Regions from separate parts of the Pan troglodytes genome. Here all the other regions are linked to region 3. A link is a contact called in public Hi-C and HiChIP or PLAC-seq data. All regions are on one chromosome and are shown on one strand. Each heading gives the region's core, a stretch centred on a gene start, on an enhancer-like site or on the middle of the called end of the contact. The rest is flanking DNA. Distances are from core to core; before and after follow the strand shown. Region 1 holds the start of GAL (galanin and GMAP prepropeptide). Region 2 holds the start of TPCN2 (two pore segment channel 2). Region 3 holds the start of IGHMBP2 (immunoglobulin mu DNA binding protein 2).

The links. Hi-C and Micro-C count contacts between places; a contact is called where the count stands out from the background. HiChIP or PLAC-seq counts read pairs in DNA pulled down with a chosen protein or histone mark.
Region 1: a Hi-C map of stem cell-derived neural progenitor cells shows a contact between it and region 3, with 2.4 times the contacts expected there. The contact joins the promoter of GAL here to the promoter of IGHMBP2 in region 3. A contact is called at or near these places in 1 of 7 Hi-C or Micro-C datasets (stem cell-derived neural progenitor cells) and 1 of 1 datasets of contacts at active chromatin or transcription factors (stem cell-derived excitatory neurons).
Region 2: a contact with region 3 is called in an H3K4me3 HiChIP or PLAC-seq map of stem cell-derived excitatory neurons, with 4 times the contacts expected there. The contact joins the promoter of TPCN2 here to the promoter of IGHMBP2 in region 3. A contact is called at or near these places in 1 of 7 Hi-C or Micro-C datasets (stem cell-derived neural progenitor cells) and 1 of 1 datasets of contacts at active chromatin or transcription factors (stem cell-derived excitatory neurons).

The regions. Positions count from the first base shown.
Region 1 is chr9:70,729,254-70,731,953 of NHGRI_mPanTro3-v2.0_pri, reverse strand. GAL (galanin and GMAP prepropeptide) reads right to left here and starts at 1,339. Exons shown (of 6, transcript XM_001173776.7): 1 at 1,133-1,339; 2 at 861-941; 3 at 211-265. The coding sequence starts at 941.
Region 2 is chr9:71,098,081-71,100,780 of NHGRI_mPanTro3-v2.0_pri, reverse strand. TPCN2 (two pore segment channel 2) reads right to left here and starts at 1,307. Exons shown (of 20, transcript XM_063784233.1): 1 at 1,123-1,307. The coding sequence starts at 1,231.
Region 3 is chr9:70,949,773-70,952,483 of NHGRI_mPanTro3-v2.0_pri, reverse strand. It overlaps IGHMBP2 (immunoglobulin mu DNA binding protein 2), which reads right to left and starts at 1,398. Exons shown (of 15, transcript XM_054662474.2): 1 at 712-1,398. The coding sequence starts at 1,028. It also overlaps MRPL21.

The sequences.
Region 1 (2,700 bases), core at 90-2,589, 220 kb after region 3:
ACCCCGGGACAGGGCGGCAGAGCCGGGGCAGGAGAAGCTTCTGGAAAGAACCGTACACAGATCAAGTGTGCAGAGCAATGGAGACGGGCAATGAGGTCAAGAGGGAGGCCAGAGGGTCTGCCCAGCCGCAGGCGGAGGGGCAGGAGCCAGGGTTCAAAGCGAGGGGCAGGTGGGGTCAGGAGTGGGGAGGCCATGCTGTCAGTCACTTACGTGGGCCCAGCAGGTAGCCTGCGCTGTTCAGGGTCCAGCCTCGTTTTTCCTTGGCCTTGAAGGGAGAAAAGGGGGTCAGATGCCAGGGCTGTGCCTGGAGCCGATGCTGAATGGGTGCACCCAGGCTTTCCCGGCATGGCAGAGGACTTAGAACAATGCATGTGCTTTTGGATAGCTCGCGAAATTCCAGGTTTACCCCTAAGTCGGCTATATTTGACATGAAAATGGAACCACTTGATTTACGAAATACTTCACTTGAGGGCCTGAGCCCGCGCACTCTCAGCGCACTGCACCTGCTTTAGTGACACTGAGGCCACGCCAGTGGCTCCTCGCCCTCCATTCTAACTAAGCCCTGCGGAACGGGCGAGCTTCTCGCTTTCCCGAGGCGCTGACCCGAAGCGCAGAGCTCTCCCGGCGGCCTGGTTATAGCCCGGGGCTGTTGATACACTCGGAGAAGCGCGCGGGGGGAATCCCAGGGAGCCCCGGACCCTTCCCGCGACGCCCGCGGCCAGGACAGCGCCCGCACGAGCCTTTCCACTTTCCACCCCCATCCCCGCGGGCAGGGCGGAGGCTGCCTCCTCCAGGAAGCCCTCCACGCCCGGCCGGCTCTGATGTCCCCTTCACTCGGAGGAGACGCGCCCCGCACTTACCGGCGACCAGAGCCCCGCAGAGGCAGAAAGGGCCGCGGCGAGAAGGAGGGAGGCGAGCAGGAGGGCGCTGCCTCGGGCCATCTGGAAGGGAAGGACAGGGCGGGCGGGTCGGAACCCGGAGTGGGCTGCGCCCCGAGGCAAGGAGTGCCGGGGCTGCGGGGAGGAGCAGAGGCGGCGGCCGGGCCAGGGCCCTGGCAGAACCGTCCCTGGGCAGAGGAAAGCCGAAGGGGAAGCCTCCCGGGGGCGCAGGGTCGGCCCGGCGCCAGTAGTACCTTGAGCTGCGGCTGCGCCCGGATTCGGAGCGTCGGGGTCCGGGTGCGGTGGCGGGTCTGGGCGGCAGGTCCGGGCGTCGGGCCGGGTCGGGTGGGCTCTGGCGGCCTGGGGCGCTCACCGCATGGCGCGGCCGGCAGCAGGGGCAGAAGGCGCGGGCCGGGTCCCTCCACGTGTCCGCCGCCCGGTGTGGCCGCCGCCACCGCCGCCGCTGCTATATATGCGGCGCGCCCGGGAGCCGCCCTGAGTCGCGTCACCGGCTCAGCGCCCGCCTCCTGCACCCTCGCCGAGCCCCGAGGGCGACGGGAGTGACCCGAGCTCGGGTCCTCTGGGCCATCATAGGCGGGTGCGGCGGAGAGCCCCCCCTCATCCCGCGGGAGAGACTCCCGCAAATCCGCAGAGAGAACCCCAAACCCGGTGGGAGAGACCCTAATCCCGAAAGACAGAGCCCCATCGCCCCGCGGGAGAGCCCCCAGACCCGCGGCCCAAGTCATCGTTGTGGCGTCAACCCCACTGCTCCCCCCGGGGTCCCAGCCCCAGAGCAACCCTGACCCCCCACAACGTCCCGCGCCTGCGGTCTCCCTGCAGCTTCTCCTCCCAGCCCCTACCGCTGCAAGAGCCAGCTGAGCTCCGCGGCACTGGAGACCCCAGAGGGTGACGGGCAGGGACGACTCCTCAGTCCGAGCCAGTCCCAGCTGGGAGGTCATGGGGTACCCGGGGAATGGCGGGCAACACTTGGCCCTGCGCCCTGGCCGGCTTGTGCTGGGGCTGGAGCGAAGGTTCAGGCCTCGGGAGCCGTCGATGGCGGGGAGGGCAGGCGTTCCCGGCTCCCTGTGCCCAGCGACCTCCCTCCTGTTTCACTAAAGGGGGGCTGTGGATCTCAGGGTCTGCTTGGCCATCCCATTGTGGGAGCTGCGGGACCGTCGAGCATCCACAGGCACCAGCTCAGAAGCTCGGCCTCTCAGTGCCTCCCCTGGCTGCCTGGTCCAGTTGTTAAGAGGGAGCTTTAAGCAGGTCCAGCCATTGGGCAACTGGTTAGGTCCAGAGGGAGAGCAGCCCAGACTCCCAGAGGCCGCCAAGGGGTGGGCGGTGGGCAGAGCAGCAGCAAGAGGCTGTCCTTGTGCCCAAGGCAAAGACATCCCACAGGAACAAGGCCCTCCTTGGCTCCTCCACGAACCCTTCCTGAGCTGGGGCCAAGTCCCGAAACAACCCAGGAGAGAACCCAAGCCTAGGCTGTTCCTTCACCCCGTTCCCAGGCATCAGGGGAGCACAGGATCCCAGGCATCACACTTGTACAATGTGGCACCTCCGGGCTTCCGAAGAGCACGGGGTCATCTGCTGAAAACTCGCCTGACCTCCCCTCCCACTGGCCAGACACCACCCAAGTCCTCAACAGCAGCAGCTGGGTTAGGATCTCCCCACCCACTGGGCTCAATATCAGATGGGTTGATGTCACATCTGTGGGTTGATGTCCACAGGGCACAGGACGAATGATGATCATGACAGTGTCATCTTACCTGTCCTCTACACTTTAGTCTTGGGAACCTTTGCACAGACAGCTACAGGCTGC
Region 2 (2,700 bases), core at 58-2,557, 150 kb before region 3:
CCTGACTGGTCCCAGGAAGCACCTGAAGAACTTCCTGGAGGCAGCTTCTGAGGTGAGCAGACAGGGTGGCCACCTTGGCCTCTGGTTTTTCATCTCTCGTCAGGGTCCCCTCCTTGGCCCCTCATTACTCCATGGATAGGCACATGCCACAGACCAGTGGGTGGGCACCAGGATTCCAACCCAGTTCCTTCCAGACAGAGGAGGAAAGAAGGAAAGAGAGGCCAGAGAGGGAAGGAGCCAGATGTGAATTCTCAGAGTGGTTCGAGCAGCAGCCGCACCAGAACAGAGGGCTGTGACCTTGGGCAGGTCTCAGGGCCTCTCTGGGCCTCAGTTTCCTCATCTGTGAAGTGAAACTAAGGTCCTTCCACCTCTTAATCCAGAATCTCATTCCCCTGGTGTCAGCGAGGGGCGGACGCACCCCACCCTCGGGGGGCGGATTCAGCAATCTTCAGACCAGGACAAAAAACAGGAAGGGCAGGAGGGAGTGCAGAGGGGACTCTGGGCTGGCAGAGGGCAAGGAGAAGAAGCCGCCCCCGTCTAGGGGGCCCGCCCCAGCCCCACGGGAAGTGGGACGGGGAAAGGCACCCTACAAAGAAAGGACTCCTAGCTCCCAACTGGTTCGAATTCCACCTCGGCCACTTACTGGGTGTGTGACCTTGGGTAGGGTAACGCCTCTCTGTGAGCCTCTGCTTTTTCCAGAAGAAACGGGAAAAATCAAAGTGCTGCCTTCTCTGAGTCAATTAGGCGACCCTCATTACGGCGACAGTCCGGAAGTATGGGGTCTGGGCCCGCCCGGCCACACGGAAGGTGCCTGCCGCAGGTGGCCGGTTCCCTCGGGGCTGCCCAAGGCTGGGCGAGGGCCTCTTCGCCCGGCTGGTCGGGATCAGGACGCGACACGGAAGAGACCCCAGCTCTGCCCTGACCCCGGTCCGGGTCCGCAGGACGCAGCCCACTCGCCCTCAGAACACCGGCTCGCCTGGCACCCGGCGCGGCCCGGGCCCCGCTCGGACTCGAACCTGGTGGGGGCGCGCCCGGCAGAACGCGGGGTGCTGGGACAGCGGGACCCCCACGCGCGACCCTGGTCTCCCGGGCCAGTCCCCTCCCCAGGTCCGGGCGGCTCACCAGGGCCGACTTGGATGCTGCGGTAAGTGGTCAGCCCCGCCGGCCAGTCGCCGCCACCGCCGCGGGCCCCGCCCAGCAGGGGCTCCGACTCCGCCTGGGGTTCCGCCATCCAGCAGCCCGCGCGCTGGACCCGACCCTCAGAAGCTCAAGCCCCGAGGGCGCCCAGCTTCACTGCGCAGGCGCGGAGACCCCGCCCCTGGCGTTCTTGCTGAGGCGCGCACGGCACTGTGGCGCAGGGGATCCCTGCAGTCCCAGCCAATGAGAACGGGGAGGGGGGGGTGGGGGTTCTCCTGAGTGGGGCGGAGCTAAAGGGCCCCGCCCCTCTAGGGTGGAGCTCAGCTTCGTTCCACCCAGGGCGGGGCAGCGTTCTGGGGCTTAAGGGCCGAGGGCTGGGGAGGAAATATGTTCTCAAAGGATGGTCTTTCCGGCCAGAAGCTTCAGCATCACCTGGAAACATTTTAGAAATGCAAATTCTTGGGCCCTTAAACCTACTAAATCAGCAACTCTGCGGGGAGGACCCAGGAATCTGTGTTTTAACAAGCATTCGGGGTGATTCTGATGCATGTGAGTATTGAGTACACGGGGTGACTGCAAAGGACTCCCCCCAGAATGGAACTGGAGTTTACCCTCTGATGGTGAAATTAGGAGGATTCAATATCATTAAGGGAAAAGTTTAAAAAATATGACACACTTAAAAAATATTTACAACGTATATAAAAAGTGTTTTCAACATTAATGCATAAAGACCTTGTATTCGTTTTCTATTGCTACAGTGACTAATTACCACAATCTGAAAATATAAAATAACTCCCATTCATCATCTTTCAGTCCTGCGGGGCAGGAAACCTCCTGTCTCAGGGCCTCACGAGGCTAGAGTCAAAATGTCAGCTGCCGTGGGCTCTTATCTGCAGACTCTGGGGAAAGCCCACTTCCAGGCTCATCCAGGATGTTAACAGAATTGTCTCCATGGGCCTAGGACTGAAGTCCACATCTTCTTGCTGGATGTTGGCTGGTGTCATTCTCACTCCTAGAGGCCACTGCATTCCTTCCACGATGGCTTGAACACCTCCATCATCAGAGCCAGCAAGCAAGAGCACGCTGAAGACGCTTCGAGATGCAGCAAGACGCCTGTAATCCCAGCCCTTTGGGAGACCGAGGCAGGTGGATCACAAGGTCAGGAGATCGAGACCATCCTGGCCAACATGGTGAAGCCCCGTCTCTACTGAAATACAAAAAGTTAGCCAGACGTGGTGGCACGTGTCTATAGTCCCAGCTACTCGGAGGCTGAGGCAGGGGAATCGCTTGAACCCGGGAGGCGGAAATTGCAGTGAGCTGAGATTGCGCCACTGCACTCCAGCCTGGCAACAGAGCGAGACTCCATCTCAAAAAAAAAGGTGCTGCAAGACGCTTCCAATCTCTGTGACTTCCCCTTCTGCCACATCTCTTTACTTTTTCCCCCTCTTTTGGGGAGGGGGGAGGGTTTAAAATAAATATAAAATTTACCATCATAACTGTGAAAGGAAAATAAATCTCAGGACCCCAAAATCACTAAGCCAAAGGGAAAAGTCAAGCTGGGAA
Region 3 (2,711 bases), core at 149-2,648:
AATTAACGCATGGAAAGTACGTAAGTGTTAGCTCTGATTGTTTTGGACAAGTAAATAGTCCCATTCGGAAACAAGCCCGGCTCTCATGTACATGGCTCCCCACACCTCTCAGGACAGCTCCCCACCCTACCCCGCACCCACCAGCTTAACTCCAATTTTCCTTCAGGCACCACTCCCTCCTTGAAGCCACCATGACCCTCCCCAGGGAAGGGTCTTCCTCCTCCAGGCTCTTTCCCCGCGACACGCACGCAGCCGGCCCTGGACGCGCTGGAGGGGAAGGGACTCTCTGCTCATGCCCAGCCCGCCGTTGGCCGGATCGGGGGCAGCCAGTGCACCTGACTCATGCTGCCGGGGCCTGACTGAGAATGGGCGCAAACCATGTTTAGTGAATGAATAAGGGAAAGGGCTGCTAACTCGCTGCGGGTGGAACTGGGGTCGGGGCCAGGGCCCAGGAGTGTAAGCTTAGCGGGGGTCTCGGGTCGGGAAATCAAAGTGCTTCTTAAGGGTCCCCAAACGGAACGCGCTGCCCAGGAAGTGATGAGACTGACAACTCGGGAGGTGGCCAGGCAGGGGACGGACGATCCCTGCCCCTGACTCGAAGGGTCGGAGACGAAATTCCCGCCCCAGACTATGAGGCCGAGCCCCTCGGAGACTCTGCCCGGGACACGGCGGGACCGACCGCGAGGGAGCGGCGCCGGCGGCCTCCCGTACCTGCGCTCCTCCACCTCCGCGTCTCTCTCGAGCTCCAGCAGGTCCAGTTGCTTGGTCACGAAGCTCTCCACAGCTGCCGAGGCCATCGCCGAGGCCATCGCCGCCGCCGGCCTGGGCCGCGAACAGCCGACGTCCCGCTTCTGCGCCGGGCCGGTGTTACAGCGGGACCGGTGTTCCCCGCCGGGCCCGTGCGTTACGTACGCGGTTCGCGTCGTTTCCGTTTCCGGCCGAGGCTGCGGGAAGATGGCGGCGGCCATGGCAGCATCTTCCCTGACGGTCACCTTAGGGCGGCTGGCGTCCGCGTGCAGCCACAGCATCCTGAGACCTTCGGGGCCCGGAGCTGGTGAGACCTGGGATATGGGAGGAAGGGAGGACGCAGAGCGAGCGCTGCTCCCTGCGGTCTCGCTACGTATGTGCCTGGGTCCGACCTGGTGCCTTGTGTGTTGATCGCATTTGTGGTGAATATAGCACGGGTTTTGGAGTCGGGGGAACCCAGGTTCAGATTTTGATTCCTTCAGTTAGTAGCCTGAATACTGACAATAGCCCTTGAACTTTGGTATAGGCCCTATGTTATGGGGGAGAAGAGTGAGGCTCAGAGGAGCTAGGTAACGTGCCCAGGGTCACACAGCGGGGAAGTGGAAGAAGAGTACTTCAGGCGCAGTCATTTCGGCTCCAAAGCCTGTGCTTGAACCACTGCCCCCAGGCTGCGAGCTGGTCTGAAAAATGGTGATGGATATCCTCGCCTAATCTGAACTTATTCTGCAAAAGAAACAGCCGTATTTAAGGCGCTGGGCTGATACGAGGCTCCAAAAAGGTTATGTTCGTTAAAAACTCTATAAATCTCTGCCTGAAAATGGTTGGAGTGTGTATTTGTGTGCATGAGTGTTTATGTATGTTTTAAACCTGGGTCTCATGTCTCACCATGACCCCCAAAAATGGAAAACTGGATCTAACTCTATATTGGACGATATTAAAAGAATAGTACCATAATTCCCAAAACTTGGAAGCAACCCAGATGTCCTTCAGGAGATGAATGGTTACATAAACTGTAGGACATCCATACAGTAGAATATTATTCAGCAATAAAAAGAAATGAGTCATGAAGAGACATGGAGGAAACTTACATACATGTTACTAAGTAAAAGAAGCCAACCTGAAAAGGGGACATCTTGTATGTTTCCCACTATGACATTCTGGAAAAGGCAAATCTAAGGAGACAGTAAAAAGTTAGATGGGGGGGTAAGAGGATTGGGGGAGAAAAGGATAAATAGGTGGAGCTCAGAGGATTTTTAGGGCAGTGAAACTATTCTGTATGATATAATGGTAGATACATGTCATTATAAGTTTGTCCAAATCCATAGAATGTACACTACCAAGGGTGAACCCCTAATGTAGACTATGGACTTTGGATAACAATGATGTGTCAATGTAGGTTCATCAATTGTAAAGATTGTACCACTCTGGTGAGGGATGTTGATAGGAAGCTGTGGGCACATGGACAGGGGACATATGGGAACTCTCTGTACCTTCCACTCAATTTTGGTGTGAAACTAAAACTGCGCTAAAAAATAAAGTCTATTAAGAAATTAATAATAATCACAGAGTTGGGCCAGAGGCAATGTAGATGCCAAAATTGGCCATGAGTTGGTAACTGTTGAACCTGGAAAGGGATAATTGAGAGAGAGTTCACTATTCTGTTCTCTTTACTTTTGTATGCTTGACATTTTCCATAATAAAACTTAGGTTTAAGTAGGCAGGAAAGTTTTTACAAAAGCAGTGGGACTTACTTACTCCATTCTACCTACCTACATGAAACCGCCCCTCCAATGCTATGTTCAAGTACAGACTCACGCGTTAGGAGAGAAAGACACACAGTGAAGCGAGTAGAGACAAGGTGACCAAAACAGTGAGCAGCTGGGGCCTTGAAGAGTGAGCAAAGGAGACGTGATGGAAGTACACAGTCACAGTCTCTAGGACTACCTAAAGGAAATCCTGCGGGA